Linked DNA regions of Mus musculus: region 1 is linked to region 2. Evidence: chromatin contacts called from public promoter capture Hi-C data. All regions are on one chromosome and are shown on one strand. Each heading gives the region's core, a stretch centred on a gene start, on an enhancer-like site or on the middle of the called end of the contact. The rest is flanking DNA. Distances are from core to core; before and after follow the strand shown. Region 1 holds the start of Naaa (N-acylethanolamine acid amidase). Region 2 overlaps Uso1 (USO1 vesicle docking factor).

Evidence for each region. Promoter capture Hi-C pulls out the DNA fragments that hold promoters and counts their contacts.
Region 1: a contact with region 2 is called in a promoter capture Hi-C map of liver. The contact joins the promoter of Naaa here to the enhancer-like site in region 2. A contact is called at or near these places in 10 of 39 promoter capture datasets (the C10 cell line, the HPC-7 cell line, HPC-7-derived erythroid cells and 7 more), 1 of 15 datasets of contacts at CTCF or cohesin (the NIH/3T3 cell line), 44 of 484 Hi-C or Micro-C datasets (3T3-L1-derived adipocytes, the Ba/F3 cell line, the G1E-ER4 cell line and 26 more), 1 of 115 datasets of contacts at active chromatin or transcription factors (epiblast stem cells) and 3 of 9 other capture datasets (adipose tissue, liver and macrophages).

What each region holds. Positions count from the first base shown.
Region 1 is chr5:92,275,698-92,282,096 of GRCm38.p6, reverse strand. Naaa (N-acylethanolamine acid amidase) reads left to right here and starts at 3,916. Exons shown (of 11, transcript NM_025972.4): 1 at 3,916-4,185; 2 at 5,014-5,178. The coding sequence starts at 3,965.
Region 2 is chr5:92,193,413-92,199,154 of GRCm38.p6, reverse strand. Uso1 (USO1 vesicle docking factor) reads right to left here. Exons shown (of 24, transcript NM_019490.1): 19 at 4,980-5,143; 20 at 3,721-3,807; 21 at 721-819. It overlaps Gm25290 (a small nucleolar RNA gene), which reads right to left; the gene lies at 5,690-5,742. Among named protein-coding and RNA genes, the nearest start is that of Gm25290, 3.0 kb to the right of the region's middle. Within about 2 kb of position 2,419, at least 27 of the 459 cell types and tissues checked have an H3K27ac peak or open chromatin away from gene starts, as enhancers often do. A contact at or near this core is called in liver, where this site is marked.

The sequences.
Region 1 (6,399 bases), core at 2,667-5,166, 81 kb before region 2:
AAGATGGAGCATGGAGAAAGCCTTTGACTGTGAGCTACAGCCTAAGTCTCCAGTAAAAGGCATCTCTGTGATCCCAGGCCAAGCTAAGGACAATCACCAAGGAACTAAGCCGGAGTTCTCACCCCCACCCACCCCTCCCAGGGCTCATTGGCCTCAGCCCCAGGACCCCTAACTCTGTCACTCCCCCACCCCCTCGTGGCCCAGTAGCACCTGAATGTCCAGGAGTTTGGAAGCTCCTGGTCCTAGGCTCTTCATTGCATTCTTGACTCTTCTGTGTGGTTTTCCAGCAGTGACTGGGTGCCTGGGAGTCAGGGAACCCCAGCCTTGGCCTCCCACATTTAGACTGCTTTTTCCCACCCCATGAGCAGTGTCTTGGCACTTCACCCTAGCGATGGGCCCACATAAATACATATATATGTAAATATATATATTCTATATATATATTAGATACTGCAGCTTTTTGTATTAGTCTCTAAAATTGGAATGTGTCTAATTTTTTTGCATCCATATGACATTATTAGCATATTGTTCTTGCTTGCACATTCACAAACTCAGTCTCAGATCTTCAGTTGTCACCTGTTAATATCACACAGGCATTAGCATCCAACCTTAGAGAATGGGGCTTAGTAGCTGGTAAGAAAATACAAGAAAAAATGATAAAACATTTTAAGCTATTGTCATAACAGACATAAAAGTACAAGTCCCAGGGTTGAGTATCTGAGCTTAGTGGGTAGAATGCTTCTGTAGCATATACAAACCCCTGGTTTCAGTTCCCAATACCACACAAGGGCTGGCATGGTTATACACTCCCATGTTCCCAGTACCTCACAGCAAGCCTGAAGGCTGCCTGGGGTACACAAGACCCCACTCAAAAAAAGTGTCACAACACTAAGGACACTTAAACTTAGCAAACTTTACAACCACATCACGGTATACACTAAGCAGGGAGCATGCAGTGTGGAGCCACAAGTAGTGAACTCCTAGATGCTGTTGGGTGCTGGACAGTCAGTGGTATGCATTTGGCAACTTGCTACCCTGGTGATGGAAGGCAGAAGCTCCGGAGTATAGACTGTAAATTCATAGCCTGCTCCGTCTATGAAGCAAGTTCCAGGTAGTATGGCTCTGTCTCGAAAGCAGAATTCCAAGGTGCAGTATATGTGTCCACCAATGCACACATGGAATCTCTGAGAAAGTCTTTCACTGAAACTGAAGCTCACTGATTGGCTAGGCCAGCCTGCTAATGGTCCCTGAAATCCACCTGTCTCTCCCTCACCTGCCACCCCAGCTCTGGGAATAGACATGAACATGTGTAGGGCAGGAGGAATGGCTAGAGATTGAAACTCAGGTTCTCATGCTTAAACATCAAGTGCTTTACCCACTGAGCTATCCTCCCTCCCCAGCCCATCCCCCAAAGCTCTTAGTGGCACAGAGGGTAGTGTGGAGGGGAACACATTGGTGTCTTCATCAACTCATATGCCAACAATTTGGGGAAATTATCCCAGAATGAAAAGAAGCTTAAGCTATATCTCAATTTTAATTTTTTAATGTACAAGAGTATATGTGTGTGTGTGTGTGTGTACTCTTCTACATATGTTATTTCTATAAAGTCTTAAGATTGTTCTTTGAGGGGCTGGTGAGATGGCTCAGTGGGTAAGAGCACCCGACTGCTCTTCCGAAGGTCCAGAGTTCAAATCCCAGCAACCACATGGTGGCTCACAACCATCCGTAACGAGATCTGACTCCCTCTTCTGGATTGTCTGAAGACAGCTACAATGTACTTACATATAATAAATAAATAAATCTTTAAAAAAAAAAAGATTGTTCTTTGAATGCAAACAGAGTACTGTTAAGAAAACAAGCCAATCTTTAAGTAACGGTGGTTTTCCCTTGAGGCACATACAGTCTTGGTGTTTCTTCTATAAATAAAACGGCCATGTGGAAATGGTTGCTGGATGTGAGTGGAAAGGATATATCTGAGTGACTTCTTTTTGCCTGCTTTGGACACTTTGGTAACTCGTATGTTAAGCATTTATATACATTTATATAAAGCATCCTTTGCAGAATCAGGAACAGCTCTAGTTCCGCATCAGCCAGAGGCAGTTGGAACAGGCCTGCTAATCCTAAATCAGCATCAAAGGGGCCTTAAAAGGAAATTGGGCCAAGTTGTAAAACAGAAAGGCAAAATGGGAACTGCCATTCCAGGAAGGGCTGCAAGAGTGGAAGTTTAAAGGAATCACTAGGGAAGGAAATTCGGAGTAAAAATACAGCTTCCTGTTTCAGGGGTACTGCACCTTTTTTTTTTTTAAGGTAAAAACATTTGAAAGATTTATTTATTTAATGTATATGAGTACCCTGTAGCAGACACTCCAGAAGAGGGCATTGGATTCCATTACAGATGTTTGTGAGCCACCATGTGATTGCTGGGATTTGAACTCAGGACCTCTGGAAGAGCAGTCAGTGCTCTTAGCCACTGAGCCATCTCTCCAGCCCAATAAAAACACTTTATAATCACGACTTTTTAACATACAAATATATAGAGCACAAGGAAACATTTACCAATCCAATGTTAATATCCTGGCTTTTTTGTTGCTTTTGTTTTATAAGTGAAAGCATGAGAGGCTGGCTTTCTGGCTCACGCCTGTAATCCCAGTACCCAGGGCTCAAGCGGGAGGAGCAGGAGGGTGGGGTCAGTCTGGGCTATGTTCTGCCTACAGAGAGGAAGTTCAGTATAAGAAGAGAACCAAAAAGTGGAACTGAAGCACTCACCATGACCCCTCCCTCAAGTGCTGCTAATCTCAGATGTGTGTGTGTGTGTGTGTGTGTGTGTGTGTGTGTGTGTGTGTGCGCGCGCGCACGCTCCTGTGTGTGTCTTCAGCACAGTATTATTTAGTATCTTAAAATTTGGCATAGAGTATCAGTTTGTGCTTTTGCTGACTGTAACTCAGCATTAGCATGTTTGTGTGTGTGTTGTGTGGCGGTGCACGTGTGTGTGTGTGCACATGGAGGCTAGAGGCTGACATGGGGGTCTTTGTTACTTTCCACTGCAGGCAGGGATTTTTTCCTGAGGCAGCGTTGCTCTCTCACTGAACATGCTGCTCACTTGACTTGGGTGAGCTGAATGTGCAGTTTAGCTCCATCCCAGCAAGAGGCCACTGGGGTGGACTAGCCCTGGGGTCCTTCGGCCTGCTCACTAGCTCCATCCTCATGGCTTGTTCGGCTTGCTTTCTTATAGAACCCAGGATCATCAGGCCAGGGATGGCGCCACCCACAAAGGGATGGGCCCACTCCCATCGATCGCTTATTGAGAAAATGTCTTACAGCTGGATCTCATGGAAGCATTGTCCTCAACCGAGGCGCCTCTCTGACGGCTCTAGCTTGTGTTGACACAGAACCATCCAGTACACCGGCGCTGGTTGAAACAGAGTCTGAACTTTAGGTGTTTAAGTACAGCGCAATTTTAGGGAAAAGACGTTTCCTGGTAACAATTATCTCAATCTCATGTGCACAGTAAAGCTTACGGCATCTTAAGGACCTTGGGCAGGATCGGGTGTGGTCTTGGGCATACATATTTCATAGAGTCATCAAACTACAAAGTGCATGTGACATCTTCCGTAAGGATAGGTTCTATTGACTGAGAAACAATGCTTACGAGTCTGGGAAGTCTAGGATAGAAGTATAGTCTAGGGGGTTCGGGTGAGGTCTGGCCCTACGTATAGCACAAATCACCAGGTTATTAAGTACAACCACTCCCGGCCTTTTACACAGAGATGTGATACTGCCTCTAGCTGTGAGTGAGAAGCAGGCTTAATCCCGCTGGGGCAGGAGGCGGTGTCAGTGCTTGGGTTCCTGACCGGGTGGAGCGCAGGCCCCGCCTTCAGTGCCAGCACCGCCCCAGGCCTCCCACTCCGCCTCCCCAGGACAGCAAAGATTCATTGGTCCGGTGGTGGCCTCAGAAGCCGGAGCTATGGGGACCCTAGCCACCAGGGCCGCGTGCCATGGGGCACACCTGGCCCTGGCTCTGTTGCTGCTACTGTCGCTGTCCGGTCCCTGGCTGTCGGCTGTCGTCCCCGGGACTCCGCCTCTCTTCAACGTCAGTCTGGACGCGGCCCCGGAGCAGCGCTGGCTGCCGATGCTGCGGCACTACGACCCAGACTTCTTGCGCACCGCGGTGGCGCAGGTCATTGGGTGAGCGCGGGACTGGTCTGGTGAACTTGTAGTCAGGCTCTGCTCTTCCCTCGTTGCTGCACCTCTACCCTCTCACCGCTGCACCGCTGCCCTCCCCACTGCTCTGCGCAGCGCCCAGCGGGTGGCTGACCCAGCAAGGCCAGTTCGGCTCTCAAATTCGGAGCCTCCTGCGGCGCGCGCGTTTACCACACATTTTCCGGGTCAGGGTAACGCGCAAGGTGTCACCCAGTATGCTAAGCTGCAGCGTAGGGCATGCAGCCCAGGAAACTCCGCATCGTGGACCAGCCTGGCTGGCCTTACATGGAGGTTGGCACTGGAGGTAGTGGTGATTGCACTACCATTGGGTGTATCTCAGCCCTTATACTTTTCATTTCGAAAGTCTCGCTGGGAGTTTGACTATACATATATGAGTATATGGACAACATAAATTGGATTTGGTGGTTTGTTTTTGTTGTTGTTTTGTTTGTTTGTTTGTTTGAGGGGTAAGGCAAAGGTGGGAGGGTGGACTCGAGAGGAACGTGTGATCGGGTTGCATTGTATGAAATTCCCAAATAATGAATATAAATGTTATGATGTGAGAAAAAAAGAAAGAGATTCTCGCTGTGAAACATAAACTGCCCTTACAATCCTCCTGCCTCAGCCTCCTGAGTAGCTGGGATTACAGCCCTGCACTATCATGCCCACTTTATTCCCGCTGGTTTGAACGCTGGGAATGGAGCAGCTCTGAAAGTAATCTAGATTCCCAACATTCCTCCCGCCTCGTCCACGCATACGTGCACTGTCCATGCTCTGAGACGAGAAACAAACTTCGTACTTTTTCATTTCTAGCGACAGGGTTCCCCAGTGGGTACTCGGGATGGTCGGAGAAATTGTGTCGAAGGTGGAGAGCTTCCTGCCTCAGCCCTTCACCGACGAGATCCGCAGCATCTGTGACTCGCTCAACCTCAGCCTGGCTGACGGTATCTTGGTCAACCTGGCCTACGAGGCTTCCGCGTAAGTGCCCCGTGCTAGGTGGATTAAAGTCAACTAATTGCCACCTACTGGGGACTCCTGTCACCCATAATGAATGGAGGAGATATGTTCGCTTGGTGAAGATGAGATAATGACTGAAGTTTACATGTCACCTTAGGTTTCTGACTCCCCAGGGAAATCAGAGCAGCATGTGTCTGGTGGACTTCCAGAGGGAAGCAGCCGCTCTACCCAAAGCTTACTTTTATCTTGTCAGGGATCTAGATGGCATCCTACTTTCCAAACTGTTAAGGCCTAGGAACTGTCGAAGGTCTGGCCAGCCAGTTTGCACTGTTACTAATGATATAAAGAAACTTTCTCAAGTGCTTGTTATTAGGAAACGAGGCCTGAGCTTGTTGCTTATTCTGTTATGTTCTGTGCCTTGGTGTTCTTGGAAACCAATCACAATAGAAGGCAATTAGAAAGAACTGCTTTGTATAGTTAGCCGACGTAAGCTTGGACCCGAACCAACCACCCAGCAGCACTTCCTCCACCCGTGTATGAGCTTTTTTTAAATGTACGGTTTCTTGCCTTATAAACTGCTCCTGAGATGGACCCCTACATAAAAGAGATGCTTGCACCAATATAAGATGCTATTTAGAATAAGACTTGCATTTTGAGTAGGGGTAGAATAAAGCTTAAGTTCCTAAGGAATATGTAGGGATATGTAGGAAGGCTAGATGTGGTTGGTTGATTCCTAGAGTTACTATCATTCACCCCAATTGGCTGGATGTAGAAAATGCTACGATTTTTAAAATATAATTGACATTCTATTGGACAGAAAGAGATGTGTACATCCTGGTAGATAGGTTAAGACATGCATGTTAGGCAAGGCAAGTCCTCCACCACTGTTGAACACCCCAACCAGTGAGAACTGGATATAAAATGTAGGATGTGTTCCTATGGGAATTCCCCACCTAAATCCTGATTGGTGGAATAACTTAACACAGATGTTTGTAGATTTCAGGCTTAAAAGCTATATAGGATTCTGGCTGGTGGTTGCAGTTCAGTTCCTCCTGAGTTAAGACCACATCCCTGATAGATCAGTCTTGGGGTGTGTGCTCAATAAACAAGCCCTGTTTGACTGAGAATGGTGTCTAAGTGGTTTGTGAGACGACCTCGAAAAAGCTACTCAAGAGCTGGGGAGAAGGCTATGTAGATAATCAGAGTGCCTGCTGTGGCCAGAGTGGACCTGAATTCAGAACC
Region 2 (5,742 bases), core at 1,170-3,669:
GGTCCGGTGTTTGAGAGCACAGAACAACTGACTGGCCGGCCTGTGGTCTGTGTATCTGTGTTAGAATGTGTCTTGTCACGCCGTCCAAGATGGGCCCCACCTCACAGTTACCACTGTGCTTGGCATGGTTACCTAACCATACCTACCCTAAGCCACTTTTATAGCTCACGCTCTAAACCAAGCACCGCAGTGCAGTCTCCTTTCGCTCTGTGTCTATTAGAAAGCATAGGAGAAAAGAGAAGTTTACAAATGAGTAAGTAAAAATAAAATTTTGACATTTTCAGCCTATCTAGATTGCAAAATATGAGAAAGTGTGTTCTGGGGAAACCATGAGGGGTCTGCACCACCTTTTGTTAGTGGCCACACTCGGCAGACACCAGGGACAGAGGCGAGGTATTTATATGTGGAGGGCTTTCTTGGGCGAAGGTTTGGCCGTGCATGGGATTTTGACAAGTTCACAGCAGCAGGGATACTATCAGCTTGGATGGAAAAGGATGGAAACGGGATGTTACGCCAGTGAATTAACCATTCAGTCACTAAGTAAACAAATCCGCACAGTAAGAAGAAAAGAAATGGAATGGAATAGAATGGCAAGGCAAGGCCAGGCCACACCAGGCCACCAGGAAGCAGGAAGCCTCTGTCACTGAGCTCTGGCTACGGCTGAGAGAACAGATTAACTGTGTGCTGCTGCCTTTGGAAGGGACGATGAGGGTGACTCACCAAGGTCTCTGCTCTCTGCAGCAGCTCGCAGTTCTCCGTCTGGAGTCTCGTGATCTCCAGAGACTGTGAACATAACTGGGACTTTAATGCTGTCAGTTCCTAAACACAGAACAGTAAGTTGTGGTAGGAACAGTGTGGTTTCATTAAGGAAATGTTCACTTACAGAAATCCCTTCTTGACACTATCTTCAAAACTCATTCATGTCCAAGTATTAGAATTTATCAAGCTAGAGAATGAAACCTATATATGCATCCCTATTGCTTCCTGAGATCCTGTATGTCCTCCCCCTCCCACCAAAAACATCCTAAAGGGATAACAGGAAGGAAGGAAGGAAGGAAGGAAGGAAGGAAGGAAGGAAGGAAGGAAGGAAGGAAGGAAAGAAGGCAGGCAGGCAGGCAGGCAGGCAGGCAGGCACAGGGACAAGAAAATAGAGAAAGTGAGTCTTCAGGAAACACTGGAGACTGAAAACCCACCTAGGAGACCTGGAGGCTGACCACAGAGAAAGCAAAGCTGGCACCTGAGTCACATGAAAGCTGTACCTTCCTGGTACCATTAGGATGTTACAAGAACAGCTAATGGGGTCTAAGCACTGAGGGCTGCTTCAATGTCTTATTTCTGAGAGAGCCATCAGATCCCTGCCAGAGCTCACACCCTGCTACTCCCCGCTCAAGCCTACAGGCTTGGCGCTTGCAACTCAAAGCAGGCCAGCTCAAGGTCAGGGCCCTCGCACGGCAGTAGCAGTGCTGGGGAGACAGGGAAGAAGCTGCTGCTACACTGCTGGACGTTCTGACGCTCAGCACCTCCTCCCACCAAGTACAGTGACAGAAAAGCAATGAAAATGCAGCTCCCCCAGTGATGCTCCTTCCCCTCAGGCAATGATTGGGGACATGCATAATGCATAATGCATGGGGAGGTGCATAATGCATCAACCATCCATCGAGTACAGTCTCTTCTCTAATTACTTCCTACTGTCAATTATCAACAAGAGTATGCGGAGTGTGATAGTACCGATCATTTTGTTCTTGTCTTTATTTCCCTTCTGTGTGTCTGTGGTGCATATATATAGGGTGGGCGATGATGTCGCCTTGGAGGCCTGTGTGGAGGCCAGACACTGGCACCGGGTGTCCTCCACTTGCTCTCCACTTTACTTCTGAGACAGCTGCTCACTGATCCTGGAGCTGTTTTGGCTAGACTGTCTGGAAAGCCATCCCTAGGATCCAGCTGCCTTACAGGTATGTGATAACATGTCTGCCTTTCTCTTACATGGGTGCTGGGGATTCAAAGTCAAGTTCTCATGCTTGTGTAAGCAAGCATATTTACTTACTGAGCCATCTCCCCTGCCCCTACACAGTATGAGAACACTCTGCTAATTAAGGTCAAAGTCCATAATGACCAGATAGCTTCTGGGCTCCGAGAAATATGAGAGACTCCGTTCATTAGCAGGGATTCTCCTCTGAAATTGCCTGGGGAATTCTAAGTCCCCACATAAGACTCTACCTGAGAAATGGCATGTAGCTTCAATTAGATTACCGGATCAGCTCCTTTCTCCTGATAGAACCTGTTCAGCCAGTGCCTAAGATTCTCGAAATGCTTCCCCACACTAATGAGGCATTTCAGGTACCCTAAGCCCTCAGCCAATGACCTCTGCCCCTCCTGGATATTCCTACTCTCAATCCCCCAAAACTTTATTACCCTTGAGCCACCCAAAGTAAAGCTGATGTGGCTCCCGATAGCTGGTCCCAGTGTGGTCATTCGCCGTAAGTACTCGTGGGGCTTCCAAACCCACATCTGTTGTTGGCTCTGCTCCCACTGCCCTTGTGGACCATCAGGCAATGATCCAAGAGAGTGAGGAGACCCACATACGGTATTTTGTAATATGCAATATAATACATAAATCCCTATGTTGCTAGATAAAGCCATCATTTTAAAAGAACTTGTATATTTGCCAGGCACAGCGGTTTTTACCTTTAATGCCAGCACTTGGGAGGCAAAGGCATGAGGATCTCTGTAAGTTTGAGGCCAGCCTGGTCTACATAACAAGTTATAGAATGGCCAGGGCTACATAGAGAGACCCTGACTCAAAACAACAAGACCAAAAACCTCCTACTCACACACAAAACACTGAAACACATAATATAAGAATAAAGAAATCAGCCAGGCAGTGGTGGCACAAGCCTTTAATCTCAGCACTTGGGAGGCAGAGGCAGAGGCAGGCGGATTTCTGAGTTCAAGACCAGCCTGGTCTACAGAGTGAGTTCCAGGACAGCCAGAGCTATACAGAGAAACCCTGTCTCAAAAACACACACAGAAAGAAAGAAAGAAAGAAAGAAAGAAAGAAAGAAAGGAGGGAGGGAGGGAGGGAGGGAGGGAGGGAAGAAAGGAAGAAAGGAAGAAAGGAAGAAAGAAAGGAAGAAAGAAAGAAAGAAAGAAAGAAAGAAAGAAAGCCAGCCAGCCTCTGCAGATTTAAGAGGCAAGGACACTGGTGACACAGGCACAGCCGTGTGCATGAGAGGCACTGCCCCCTGCAGGGGACGATAGCTAGCACAGAAGCACAGCCTGGTTTCTGATTTCTCTTTTCTAATAACCATACATTCCTTTATAACACAGAAAGAAGGGAGGATGACAGAGAAGAGAGAGAAAGAAGGAAACTGAAATAAGAAGCTGGGCTAGCAAGATGGCTCAGTGGGTGACTACTGAAGTCACTCTTAGGACCCACATGGTAGAGGGAGAGACCCAACTCCCTGCAGCTATGCTCTGACTTCCAGATGTGGTCTTTATAACACAAGCTGTGTCCACACACATTTATAGCACAAGATTAACACATGAATAAATGTAAAAAAAATAAAACAAATCAATGAAAGACAAAACTACATTACTGTCAAGTAAACACAGCTTCTAGGTTTTTCAAAGCTTGTCTTAACTACCAATCGTATTGCTCCTGACAATGGCATTCTACAGCAATACAACACTCAGGGTGGTGTTACTCTACTGGAACATTACCTGCTTTAACTCTGCAACTTGCTCGGGATCTCTGGGAGGACATGTTGCTGAAGCCTGTTCACTCATGCCAGACGCTTGCGAAGATTTCTACAATTAGCATAGAAATAAACTGAAATTAAACCTGGAAAGAAAGGGAGTCAGAGCAGAGGTTCACGCTCACAGTCAGACCTTACAGAAGCTCACTAAGGACTGCACATAAAGACTTGAATTTTTATATGTAAGATTCTATTTCAATAGAGCGCTGTCTACAGCTCTCCACAGCCTCAGAAGTTACACTCAGACCAGGTGACTCACAAGCCTGCCAAAGGGATGTTGATTCCCGAGACTCACAGGCAAAGGAGAGAATCAACTCCTGAAAACTGTCCTTGACCTCCACTCTGTGGCTTGAGTGCCCATGTCTGCACACACACACTAACCTCAAACAAAACAAACCAAATAAACAAATGTCTCTAAAACTACACTATCGCTATTTTTAAAAGAAATAATCCCCATCAATAAGAAAATAAATAAACAAACAATAAAAACCAAGCTGAGTGTGGCGGCTCAAGCAGATTACGCAGTAAGTTCCAGGGAAACCAAGGCTGCATAGAGAGCCCTGTCTCAGGAGAGCTGGTGCAGAGGCACACACTCTCAATCCCAGCATCCAGGGGGCGGAGGGAGGCAGAGCTCTGTGAGTTCAAGGCTAGCAAGGTCTAGACACCACAGTGGGTTTTGAAGCATTAAGCCAGGCATGGGGTATAGCACTTGTAGAGTAAAGAAAGGCAGGAGGATCAGGAATTCAAGATCACCCTGAGATGGCTGAGCCTGTCGTCAACAACAACACGAGCAACAACAAACCACACAGGGATGGCTATGCTATGGTGGTACCTAACTTTCAATTCAGCTCTCAGAAAATCTGAGTTCAAGGCCAGCCTCATCTACATAATTAGTTCCAGACCAGCCAGAGCTACACTGTAAGACCCTGCCTTAAAACAAAACAAATTGGGCTGGAGAGATGGCTCAGCGTTTAAGAGTACTGATTGCTTATCCAGAGGTCCTGAGTTAATTCCCAGCAACCACATGGTGGCTCACAACCATCTGTAAAGGGATCTGGTGTGTCTGAAGAGAGTGACAGTGTACTCACATACATAAAATAAATAAATACATACATACATCTTTTAAAAAAAGAACAAATAACAAACCCAGAAAAAGCAAGCAAGTAAGATGATGAGAATTACTCTTGGTCACTTATTTACATTTCTTTTTTAACATTTACTTACCAAATTTTCAATCAATGAGTCCTTTTCAGCTAGCTGGCCTTGTAAGAGCGCCTGCTGACTTTTTAACTCTTCTATCTCTTCCCTCAGCCGACTGATTTCTTCCGGCTGAATGCCATTCACCTGAGCCCCGTCACCGTGGGAACCTTGATGGTGATTGTCTTTTCCTGTTAAACATCACAACAGTGGGGAAAGCTGACGTGAATCCAACTTCTCATCATCAGGACTAGAAGGCTACAATACAAGATCACCTAAGACCCCAGAGAAGGTCCCCTAACTGGGAAACTGGCAGGGCGCTCCTGATGGCAGAGGTGCAGATTGGTTCAAGGCTCCTGATTAAACTGTATGGTTTGGTGATTATGACTGTGAATTACGGCAGCTTTAATTCCAATTCTGACAATAAGCGTAAGAGAAGTCAAATCCATTTAAAAAGTTTTCCAGAGGAATAGCTATCCACATGGGTTAACTGGCCAAAAAATTATTGTCATAAAGAAAGAAAAATTTGTTTCTGAAAATGTTAGTTACTAACTTCTTACTCTTCGGTACCTGGCATTATCATCATCACAAGGCCTGCAAGATGATGCTCTCTGCAAACATGCGGGCTTGCAGTATGGCTTTCTGTACAGCACCACTCCCACACACACAGAGGCCAGGGTTGGAGCCCCAGCACCCAGAAAGAAAGTGACAGGAATGGAAATCCTTTTTTTCTCTCCTGGTATCCTACACCTGAGGACACAGCCGGTGGACAGGAGGCCACAGGCACTGA